Linked DNA regions of Rattus norvegicus: region 2 is linked to region 1. Evidence: chromatin contacts called from public HiChIP or PLAC-seq data. All regions are on one chromosome and are shown on one strand. The core of a region is the stretch at or near the end of the contact, and the rest is flanking DNA. Distances in the headings are between cores, read along the strand shown. Region 1 holds the start of Actr3b (actin related protein 3B). Region 2 holds the start of Kmt2c (lysine methyltransferase 2C).

Region 1 (5,274 bases), core at 1,492-3,991:
CCACAACATCTTTTTAATTTTTGCATTATTTTTGAGACAGGCCCTAACCCTGCAGATTAGGATGGCTTTGGATGTTTTATCCTTTCTCACCAGCCTCCCAGGTGAGGGGAAAACAGGCACAATTGTAGCACAAAAACATCTTTGATAATCTTCAGGGCTAGTGATGTCTACAGGAAATTGCAGAAGCCAGGAAATCTTTCTCCTATCAGTGACTGAGTGGCCATCAGTCCCAGTGAGTCCCATGCAGAGTGGACAACCCCTGGCAAGGCACACTCTATACTGGTCAGCTTCAGGTTTCTCTAAAGCTTCTTCCTGGTGGAGTGAACAGGACATTTGGGTTCTGGGGTGCCGTCCTGGCTTTGTCTGTCTCCTCTCACAGAAGCACACACAGCCCATATTCTTCCTCTCCCTATACTCTGGGTTTCAGCGCAGACTCCATGGTTTTGGGAGACATCTACTTGACCTAATAGTCAAGGCCAGGGGTGCCGGAACGGCTTTCTGGACACTTGCATTTCTGTATCTAGCATTTGCACTGCAGTCGCCTGATCACTGGTGCTAGACTAGATTCTAAGGCAGCGGTTCTCAACCTGTGGGCTGAGACCCCTTTGATGGGGGTCATGTATCAGATAGTCATAGGACCATTCATAACAGTAGCAACATCACAGCTATGGAGTAGCAACGATCTGATCTTATGGTTGGGGGCCTTGGCAAGAGGAGGATCTGTATTAAAGGGTCGCTGCATTAGAAACATCGGGAATCACCACTCTAGGGCCAGATCCTGTGAACGACTTATTTACTGTTCACATTAGTCACTTTCTTTGCTCTGACAAAGCGCCTGGCAAAGGCATCTTCAAGGAAGTGTTATTTTGGCTCACAGCTTAAGCATTGCACGTTGCTATGACAACAGAAGGGGTCACACTGTGCTGCCTGAGGTCAGCAGCAGAGGGAGATGGAGGCTGGTTCTCAGCCAGCCTTCTCTTTCCAACTTCCCTGGGACCTCAACCACATTTAGGTGTGTCTCCCTCTCTCAGTTAGCACAATGGGCAAACTCCCTCACAGGCATGCTTGTTCCCAGGTGGTCTAGGTCCTGTTGACTTGACATCATTATCAATCATTGACCACACACGGTTAAAGCACATGGTCAATGTAGTAAATATACGTCAAGGAAATGATGCTAAAACACACGGCAATGCCAACAGCCTGCAGTAGGGACTTTGTTGCTTTGGTCCAGGCTTCAAAAACAGACAGACTGACAGACAATAGGAATGGGCAGGACATTAATAACATGCACAGAAGGAAAGATGTCTTGTCTGGTTCTGGGCCCCGTTTGGGAGCGTTCACACTTTTTATTTGTCTTCATATTTTCTCTTTAGTTCCCCTGGACATTGTTTTAGGTTTAGGATTATTTGCTCCCTTGCATGCAGGAAAAAAGGATAAAGAATTACCTATGAGTGGTCAAATAATCTAATTCATCTGTGGAAAACCCACAATTCTTTAAGTCCCAGAAAAGACCAAGTGAATTACTACATCTCTAGAAAGTTCCTCAGGCATCAGTCAAGAACTTTAGAGGCTAATGTGTAGGGCACAAGTGGGATTTCCGGTAGGTAGGCAGTTTCCTTCTTTAGTCTTGGTTTCCTCAACGATGCTGGGTGATCACCCTATCTTTCATATTGGAAATATTTCCTAGTTCTGTTGGTGTGGTATTGACTTAACCTAAGTGTTCTAGGTCATGTCGACTTGACACACTGTTAAAGCATGATCAATATAATAATATACATGGAGCAAATGATGCTAAACACACAGCATTTATTCCTTAAGACTAATTATACATTTGTTGATTTTCTCCCAGGATACATTTATGCAATGTTCTATCATAGAAAGTCGTCAGTATTTTTTTCTACAGTGAAGGTTACTCATTCATTCAACATTCAGGTGATTACTATCAGAGCGCTAAAGGTGTTAAGCATGAGGCCCTGTCCTAGGAGACCTAGTTCAGCAGAGGTGCTTATCTATAAATAAGTACCCAAACTAGCTTTAAAGGTTAGAAACAAAATCAGGAGGTTGTTGGGGTAGAGAATGAAGGGAACACCGAAGTGAGAATTAAGAGAAGAGAAAGCGGGGCTAGAGAGATGGCTCAGCTATTAAGAGCACTTGCTGAGCTTCCAGAGGACCCAGTTCGGACTCCTGGTGCCCACTCACTGCTGTCTATAACTTCAGCTGCAGGGGATCCCAAGCCTCTGGCTTCCAAGAGCACCTGCTCTTACATACATGCACCTACCAACAGACAGACACACACCCAATGATATCAAAAAAGTTGCAACTAGATAAGCCGAGAGTGGTGGTGCACACCTTTGATCCCAGCATTACCGAGGCAGAGACAAGTGGGGCTAGCCTGGTCTACAGAACAAGTTCCAGGACAGTAAGGGCTACACATAGAAACCCTGCTTCGAAAACAAAACAAAACAAAATTACGATTTGAAAAAAAGAGAGAAGAGAAAGAATTCAGGCCTCGCAAATGGGGTCATAGTCATCTTATGCTTGTTAAAAATAGACTCCAATCTCTTCCACTGCAGGATGGATGCAGAGGCTAAAAAGCCTAGCTGCCAGCAGTAAGGATGGCTGACAAGGGGGCGGAGCGTGCGCGTCCCCGATTGGCCAACTGTAGAGTGACGTCACGAGGCGGAGCCTCTGGGTTCCCGGCCGCTCCTGGGTGGGGAGCGGCGCGGGCAGCGACCTGGCAGCTAGGCTCTGGGTCCCCGGTGCACGCTGGGGCTGGTGGGGACCGAGCGCCTCGTGGACGAGCATGGCGGGCTCGCTGCCTCCCTGCGTGGTTGACTGCGGCACCGGGTAAGAGCCGCGCCCACTCACGCTTCGCTGGGCGTCCTGAAGCCATTTCCCCGCGGGGTCAGACCGCTGGAGGAGCGCGGAGGGACGAAGCGCTGAGGGACAGAGCTCAGTCTGAGGGTTTGGGGAGTTTGAGGGATAGGGCTCAGTCTAGGGGTGGGGTGGGGAACTGTGGGGACGGAGCTCAATCTGAGGGCATAGAGAGCTAAGGGATGGGGCTCTGAGAAGATGGGGTGCTGAGGGCATGGGGCTGCGGGGTTGCCGGGTGGGCAGCACCTCGTGGGGATGTTGCTGCAGATGCTTTCGCTGCAGGTCTTGCACCTGAGAGCTCAGGGTCCGGCCCCCTTCCCCCCACGACTGCTCCCCCCCACCCCCATGGTGCTTGTCACCTGTCTTCATACTTTGCACTCATGGGCGTTTTACCTTTCTCTTCTGATGTACCAAGCACCTACTTGTGGAGATGTTTACACGTGCCTTGTCAACTTGACACCCTGTCCCCCTTCCCACTCTGCTCTTTTCCACTCTGAATGGCACAGCCAAGCCCAGCCCCTGCTTTGGTTTGCATGCACTCATCTTTGCTTTACACACACACACACACACACACACACACACACACACACACACACACACTGACCGATGCATTTAAAAAAGACTAACATTTTGAATAAAAAGTCTTCTTTTTTGGGAGGTAGATAGCTCTTTTCTTTTTGGAAGACGTTGATTTTTTTTTTTCAGAGGAGACCTTAAGCGTGGCTTATGCTGTCAGGCTTAGCTAATTTTAGGAAGGTGGCAACCAAGCCCTCCAACCTGGGGGTTTGGGAATACCTGCTGGCATTGCCGACAAAGTACTTCATAAATAGCCTGCAAATAAATTTAGCCTCTTAAAATGTTTTTCAAGGGATTGTAGTCCTTTGTCACCAAATAGTCTGTGGCATGTTCTCTTGCTATTCTTTCCTGTAGAAAAATATACTTGGTTTGGTTTCCTTGACAACCTTGTGGGGGTGTCTTCTAATTTGTTACAGTCCATCTCCTACTGATGTGTCTTTCCTTTTGGTACTCGGGAACCAGCAGTGATGCAGACTGGAAAAACATCCTTTATTTGTGCTAATTCTTCTTTTGGAAATACACGTTCTAGAGAAGTTTTGTTGCCCTGTATTTGAGAAGTTGCTTACTTCCAGACATGCTCAAAGCAGTAGGGCTCTCCCAGCCCACTCTGTATGTGCTGGCTCCCCTTACAGTCTCACCCTAACTGGTACTCCCTTCAGTCTGGTAGTGTCAGCAGTGAAGGCAATATGTAAAAGTTGTTTGTTTTAACGTCTGCGGGTGAGATTTTTGGTTGCTGAAATACGAAGCATTGTGCAGTGGTACAGCAAAACAGTTCTCCCCGGGTTTATAAACTGTGTTTTATTTCTTATTAGTAAGCTGAGATCTTACTCATTGTTCTTGCTATAAATATCTAAAGCATGCTCAGTTTTGACCTTTTGGGGTCAGTGATTAATGCTGCTGTCACCTCCAGTGGATCATCATGGCCCTGGGTGCCTCAGGGTGTCATCTGTGGGCTGTCATAGGCTCTGGACACAGTGCCAGGGACCTGGGGTTCCTATGGGGTGTTTTCTGCCATTGAAGCCCCTGTGGTTATCATGACTTCCTAGTGCTCAGTGTGTGAGCAGAAGGAAGGCTGCATAGCCTAAACGTGCCAGCTTCCATGTATTAGTAATTCTTGTATTTATTTTGGATTGAGTTTTTACCTCAGAATAGAACTAAATGTAAGATACAGCTGAAAATAGCAGGGGCTGGGGGACAGAATAGACTTGGGAGATCTCATTTTGGACCAAGTTATACCTCAGAATAGAACAGTGCAGCTAAAAATAGCAAGGGCTGAGGAACAGAATAGACTTGAGAGATCACGTGGGCACTGCTGATGAAATAAGTGGACAGATTTTTGTTTTGCATTGTGTTGTGTTGTTTTGATGGTGATAGGCGTCAAACCCAGCGATATTGGTAAGGGAAGCCTCTGCCACTGAATTGCACCCTGAGGTCCAGTCTTGTCCGTCTGTGTGCCCTCTCTGTTTCTCTGTCTTACTGTCTCTGTCTTTCTCTTAAATAGAGTCTTCTCATTGTATAACCCAAGCTTGAACTGGACTTGAAGAAATCCTCCTGCCTCAGCCTCCTAAGCGTTAGGATTACGGGTGTGAGCTAGCATGCTCATCTGGCCTGTGTTTTATAGGAAATACATTTCTTTTGTGACCTCGAGTCTGATGAGCTGCCAAGCTAGCTGAGTGGACACAGGCATGCTGGGGACAAGAGAGAAACAGACGAAGGTATCTGTGAGGCCCAAAATTAAGTCTCAACTATTTAAAGGCTGCTGAGCTCCCAGAGAAAACACCACAAACCCTGTCTCACATCTCACCCAAACGTTTAAGGTAGTTT
Region 2 (5,274 bases), core at 1,502-4,001, 270 kb before region 1:
ATTAATTAACTTCCATTTCTTCAGTGCACTCTCTGCAATTCCACACTACTCATTTACTGCAAACCTAAATCACATTTGTTACACATCAGTTTCACTTTCAGGGTCTTCCCTAACTACAGTCTCTTTTCCTCATGGATCCTGATATGCTGTAGACATACACAATCAAAAATCTCCTTGCTTTCCATTTCCCACATTAGTTTCCATTTGCATGCTTCAAATACAATTAGAGATTCTTTCCATTCCCTTTAAAAGATATATAATTTTTAAGAATTTCAAATTTAGAAGCCAATTACCATTACATTTTACATTCCCTGTAAGGAATTCTGTGTTGCTTTTCAAATCCAAAAAAAAAAAATCTAAAACAGAATTAACCTAAACATTTCCCAAAGTGTCCTTAGACTAGACTGTCATTCTTTAGGAAAATGTTTAACCTCTCAAAAGGCCATTTTTTCTTGATTAATAATAGTGCTAAGAATTAAAATAATAAAGTGACAATAACTTCAAGTCAACCTTTCTTCCAGTTCAAAGGAGTTGCATTAATACACCTAAATTCATCTCAATAGGGAAACACATTGAGTGTGTGCATGCACCCTAGCAATGCAAAAATGAGCTCTTGTATTTCTGCTCTTTCTAAAAGGAAAAACTTAAATGCAAATATAAACATATATTTAACGTATAGTAAGTAGGGTTTGTTTTTTTTTTAATGTGTTTTGTTTTCTCAAGACAGGGATTGTCTGTGTCGCCCTTACTGTCCTGGAACTCCCTCTGTAGACCAATTGGCCTTGAACTCCACCTGCCTCTGCCTCCCTGAGTGTTAGGCTTAAAAAGATCTTACAGGCCTGTGCCATCATGAACCCTCTTATGAGATGCAGATGTTTTTCAAACAGTGAAATGGGAAGGAATCGAAGTAAACCTCTAACATGGCTTAATCCCGGGTTGCTTTTTAGAACAATATTTATGTTAAACTGACCACGTCCAAAGTTACTGAAAATTCCACATAACGTCTCCAAATTTCAGTCAAGGCAGGCATGTTACATCACCTTACAATGTAACAGACAAAATAAACTCGTAACTTTGTATCACAAAGAACCTAATGTAATAATGTATACATCCTCTATACAGTGTTTCCCTCAAGATTTTTCACAGCTAGGTAAGAGCTGGCAGGCGAGAAAATATGGAGGCGACTAAAGGCCCCGGAACATTTAGTAGTAAAAAGACAGCAAACACCCCCAACCCCGCAAAAAAAAAAAAAAAGGTACACTGTGTCAAGAGCTAATTGGGTTCCCGAAGCCCAGGCTCAGGTAACACTATTTTTGCTGCAATCACCAGACACAACAAATGCAGGTAAACCAAACAAACAGCCTATCCATAATGTGCTGGCTTCTTCCTGCAAGTCCCAGCACACCCTTCCACCGCCAACAGTTCAATGAGAATATCATACAATGAAATGAGTGAGCAACACACGCCATTCTGCAACTTTGAAAGACGGTCACCAATCTTCCGCAGCACCCTGAAGAGCCACAATTGCTGAGCAACTAACTCATTGGCACTGAAACGGTTTCCTTAATTTTCAAGCCAAGTTGTCGAATAACCACTTTTAAAGACAACACTTCTAGCCCGGTTCACCCACCGAGCACAGTCCTCACGTACGCTCAAAAACAATCGAAAGCCATTCCCTGCCCAGCTGGAGTTGAAGTTACTCGTCCAGCGACCTTTAAAGCTGTCTCCCCTAAACAAAGTACTCTCTGCCGTCAGCGCCGCGGAACCCGGACGCGTCCCCGAAACTCCGGCTCGTCCGCTCACACCTGGGCCCGTGCGATCCCGAGCGCCGGCTGCGGAGCCGGGCGGTGCGGTTCGGGGCGGTGGGGGATGGGGAGGACAGGCTCGAATGGCTTCCTAATGTATCATTAAGGAGCAAAAGCACCGGTCTGGGAGCAAGAAAAGTTAAAGGAGCCGCGAGCTGACAAAGAGCGCCGGCCGCCGCACCGGGACCACCCGGCCGCGGCGTTTGACAGCTCGGTCCCTGGCGTCCACAGCTTTGTGGCTCCGAGCGGCCGGGCCGGCAGCAAGCTGGGCGTGCTCGGCGGGGCGTGTGCGGACGCCCGGCTAGGCCCTGGGGAAGCCGCCGGGCGGTTCTCCCAGAAGCGAGGCCGAACTCCAAAGTAAAGTGCGCGGCGCGGCAGCGGGACCTGCGCGGGCGCCGCCGAACCGGGCCGCGCCTGGGCCGCCCCGCCCCCACCGGGCCGGGGGCCTGACAGCTCCGGGCCGCGCCGCCGCTGGCCGCCCGCCTGGCTCCCTCGCGCTCAACTTACTTCTTTCTGGCTCTCTGGAAAGGGGAAGCGCCATCTTTGCGAGGCCGGCCCCGAGGTCTTTTGTCTGCGGCTGCGGGGCTCGGGGCCGGGGCTCCGGGCTCCTCGGGGGGTGCTGGCGGCGGCTGCTGCTGCTCCGCGCTCCGGTCCTCCTCCGACGACATCCTAGTCACCAGGAAAGACACATGGATCCCCGTCCTCCTCCTGGGGGGCTCCTCCCGCCGCAGCGGCCGCAGCCGCCGCCGCTGCTGCTGCTCGAGTTGCTCCTCCCCGGCTCAGCCTCTCGCATTTCCCGCAGCCCCGGGAGCAGCAGCAGCAGCAGGTACCGGGAGAGGCGGCAACATGGAGCTAGCAGGACACGCACTCACACACATCGGCGCGGGCGCGCGCACTCGGCGCGCAGGGGCCGGCGGGGGGCGGCGGGCAAGCGGGCGGGGCGGGCGGGGCCGGCCGCGCGGGGCGGGGCGCCGCGGCCAAGGATGGGGCCGGCGGGGCCGGGCGGGAGGGCGGCGCCGAGCGGGGCGGGGCGGGGCGCGACGCGAGGGGCGCGGGCCGGGGGCGGCCGCAGGGGTCTCCGCCCGACCCCTCCCCCAGGCCGCCCGCGGCCGGAGGAGAAAGGGCCGCGGAGGGGGCGGCGGGGCGGGGACAGCCACCCCTCCCCCGCGTCGTCAGCCCGTCAGGCCCACGCCGCGGCGAAGTTTTGACAGCTGCTCCAGTTGTTGTGGTGGGTTCCGGGTTGGTGCGAGTGCCGGCCTCTCAGTCGCGCGCTGGCGATCGCTCCCTCACACACTGCTCGCTCACGGCGTTCCCTATGGCTAGCTCCCTCGCGCTGGGTTCTCTCGCGCGGCTAGCCCTCCTGCTCCCTATCGCTTGCCCGCTCTCCCGCCGGCGATCGCTCCCTCACGCTCGGGATCGCTCCCTCACGCTAGCTTTCGGCTCCATCAAGCTTGGCTCCCTCACGCTGGGTTCCCTCTCGCTCGCTCGCTCGCTCTCTCGCTCGCGAACGCTCCCTCACGCTTGCTTTCTCTCCTGGGGCAGCAAAGGAGGAAGTTTTGCGGCTGTGCGTTCGCCACACAAACAACACACGCACACGGCAGTGGCTGTCGCGCGAGGCCCGCACCCGGGTCCCCCGGGGCGACCCGCACCACAGACCTCTCAAACTCGCCGCCGGCTCGCCCACACACAGGCGCCTCCCGCCCCCGCCCCCAGCGAGCTGCTGCCACTCACGGGGCTGGATCCGCGCATGCGCCGCGCGCAGCCTGGCCGCCGCCGCTGACCTCACCGCCCCTCCCCCGCCCGCTCTGACGCGGCGACGGCTGCAACTCGGGCTCTGGCAGGAGCTAAACTGCGGACCGGGTATCCCGGATCAGGGTCCGGCCTGGCGGGGGTGGGGAGTGGTGTAAACACTCCGGAGCGTGCACCCGCGTGCGGTGCGCGCACGTGCGTCCGCGACCCCCCTGCGGGCGTGGGCTGCCCCGGACCTCGCGGAATCCCACGTAGGCTTCCCCAATGCGATGCAACCGTGGCAGGACAGCTTTAGATCCTAACTCCAGCTGTAGTTTCTCCGTTCGACGTCATGTTTTAAACACTGTGAGCCCCGGAGGCTGCTGGACAAAAAAAAAAAAAAAGCTGGCGAATTGAATGGAAGAAAATATCTCTACAAGGACAGAAATGCATCAGTGTGAACGTTGTGTGTGTTCAAGATGTAAAAATGGAGATACTTTTAAGCTGTTTCCCTTTTTTTTAAAAAAAAAAAATGATTCCTTAAAAATGGGGCCAGAAATCGCTAGGATGCCGAGCTGCTCCGCGCTTCCTTTGCACTAGGGATTGACATGTGGGAGTTAGAAATAGTAGAGATGGGAAAACAGATCTGTGGAGCATCGTGGAAGGCTTAGAGTAGCCTGTCACTCGCTGAGCTGCTGGGAGCCTGGAATCCGAGCGCGCTTTGCGATCAATTCTTTCCATTCTCAACAGTTTCAATACTGGGCAAAAAGAATACACTTGTTTCTAGAGATCCTGTTAACATTTCCTGCATCTAACAGCCAGGTTATTAACATTGAACCGGGCTTCCAATCTGGATCAAACTTTGATAGTCTAGCACATATTACAGCTGTAAGCATTGTTTGTTTGCTGTTTGCAAGGGCTGAAATTGAGTCCTTGAGTCATTTTAATTCCTTCAGGGTTTAATCTCTGCAGGCCTTTTCGGCTTTATTATATGTACAGTCAAAGGAAGCTTGGAGAAGGAAAGGAAGCTGCCAGGATAAAGGTAAGCTACAAATTAAAAAGAGAGAGGAAATTGGGGTGTCTAAACAATTAAATTATCATTGTGGCATATTCAACCCAGGGCTTCACACACAGGTAAGCAAGCACTCCACCACTGACTTTTATCCCTAGACTGAATCGTCTTTAAAGATTTTTTTTAAACAAAATTTTTGTTTGTATTCGTGTGTGCATAAGTTTATGTGCATCATGTATGTGCAGATACCTAAGGAGACCAGAAGGTGTCCAGTGCCCTAGAACTGCAGTTACAAGCGATTGTGAGCTGCAGTGTGGGCATGGGAAATCAACTCCACTTTCCTAACAGTACTCTTAACTGCTAAGTCATCTCTCCAGCCCCTGGACCTGGCTTTGAAATATAAACTTTTAAAATAAAACTGTTTACTTTTGATACTAGAATAAGAACAGTATTCATCTAAAAAGAATAAATGTTACATTGTTGTTGCTATGGTTAAAATAGAGGAATGGGCAAGGAACCAGGTATGGTGGCCCATGTCTTTAATCCCAGGACTAGAAAGGCAGAAACAGGTGGATCTCTATGAGTTTGGGGCCATCATGGTCTCCTAAGACAACCCAGCCAAAACTACAAAAAAAAAGGGGGGGGAGATACAAACTTAAAAGATAGGGCTTATGATACTTGGCTTCAGATATGTAGTTATTAGTGTAATTCATAAATTAAAATGTAATT

The links. HiChIP or PLAC-seq counts read pairs in DNA pulled down with a chosen protein or histone mark.
Region 2: an H3K27ac HiChIP or PLAC-seq map of oligodendrocytes shows a contact between it and region 1, with 4 times the contacts expected there. The contact joins the promoter of Kmt2c here to the promoter of Actr3b in region 1. A contact is called at or near these places in 1 of 12 Hi-C or Micro-C datasets (frontal cortex) and 1 of 1 datasets of contacts at active chromatin or transcription factors (oligodendrocytes).

Annotation. Positions count from the first base shown.
Region 1 is chr4:10,086,829-10,092,102 of GRCr8, reverse strand. Actr3b (actin related protein 3B) reads left to right here and starts at 2,741. Exons shown (of 12, transcript NM_001191860.1): 1 at 2,741-2,847. The coding sequence starts at 2,804.
Region 2 is chr4:10,351,954-10,357,227 of GRCr8, reverse strand. It overlaps Kmt2c (lysine methyltransferase 2C), which reads right to left and starts at 2,751. Exons shown (of 46, transcript XR_010065729.1): 1 at 2,313-2,751.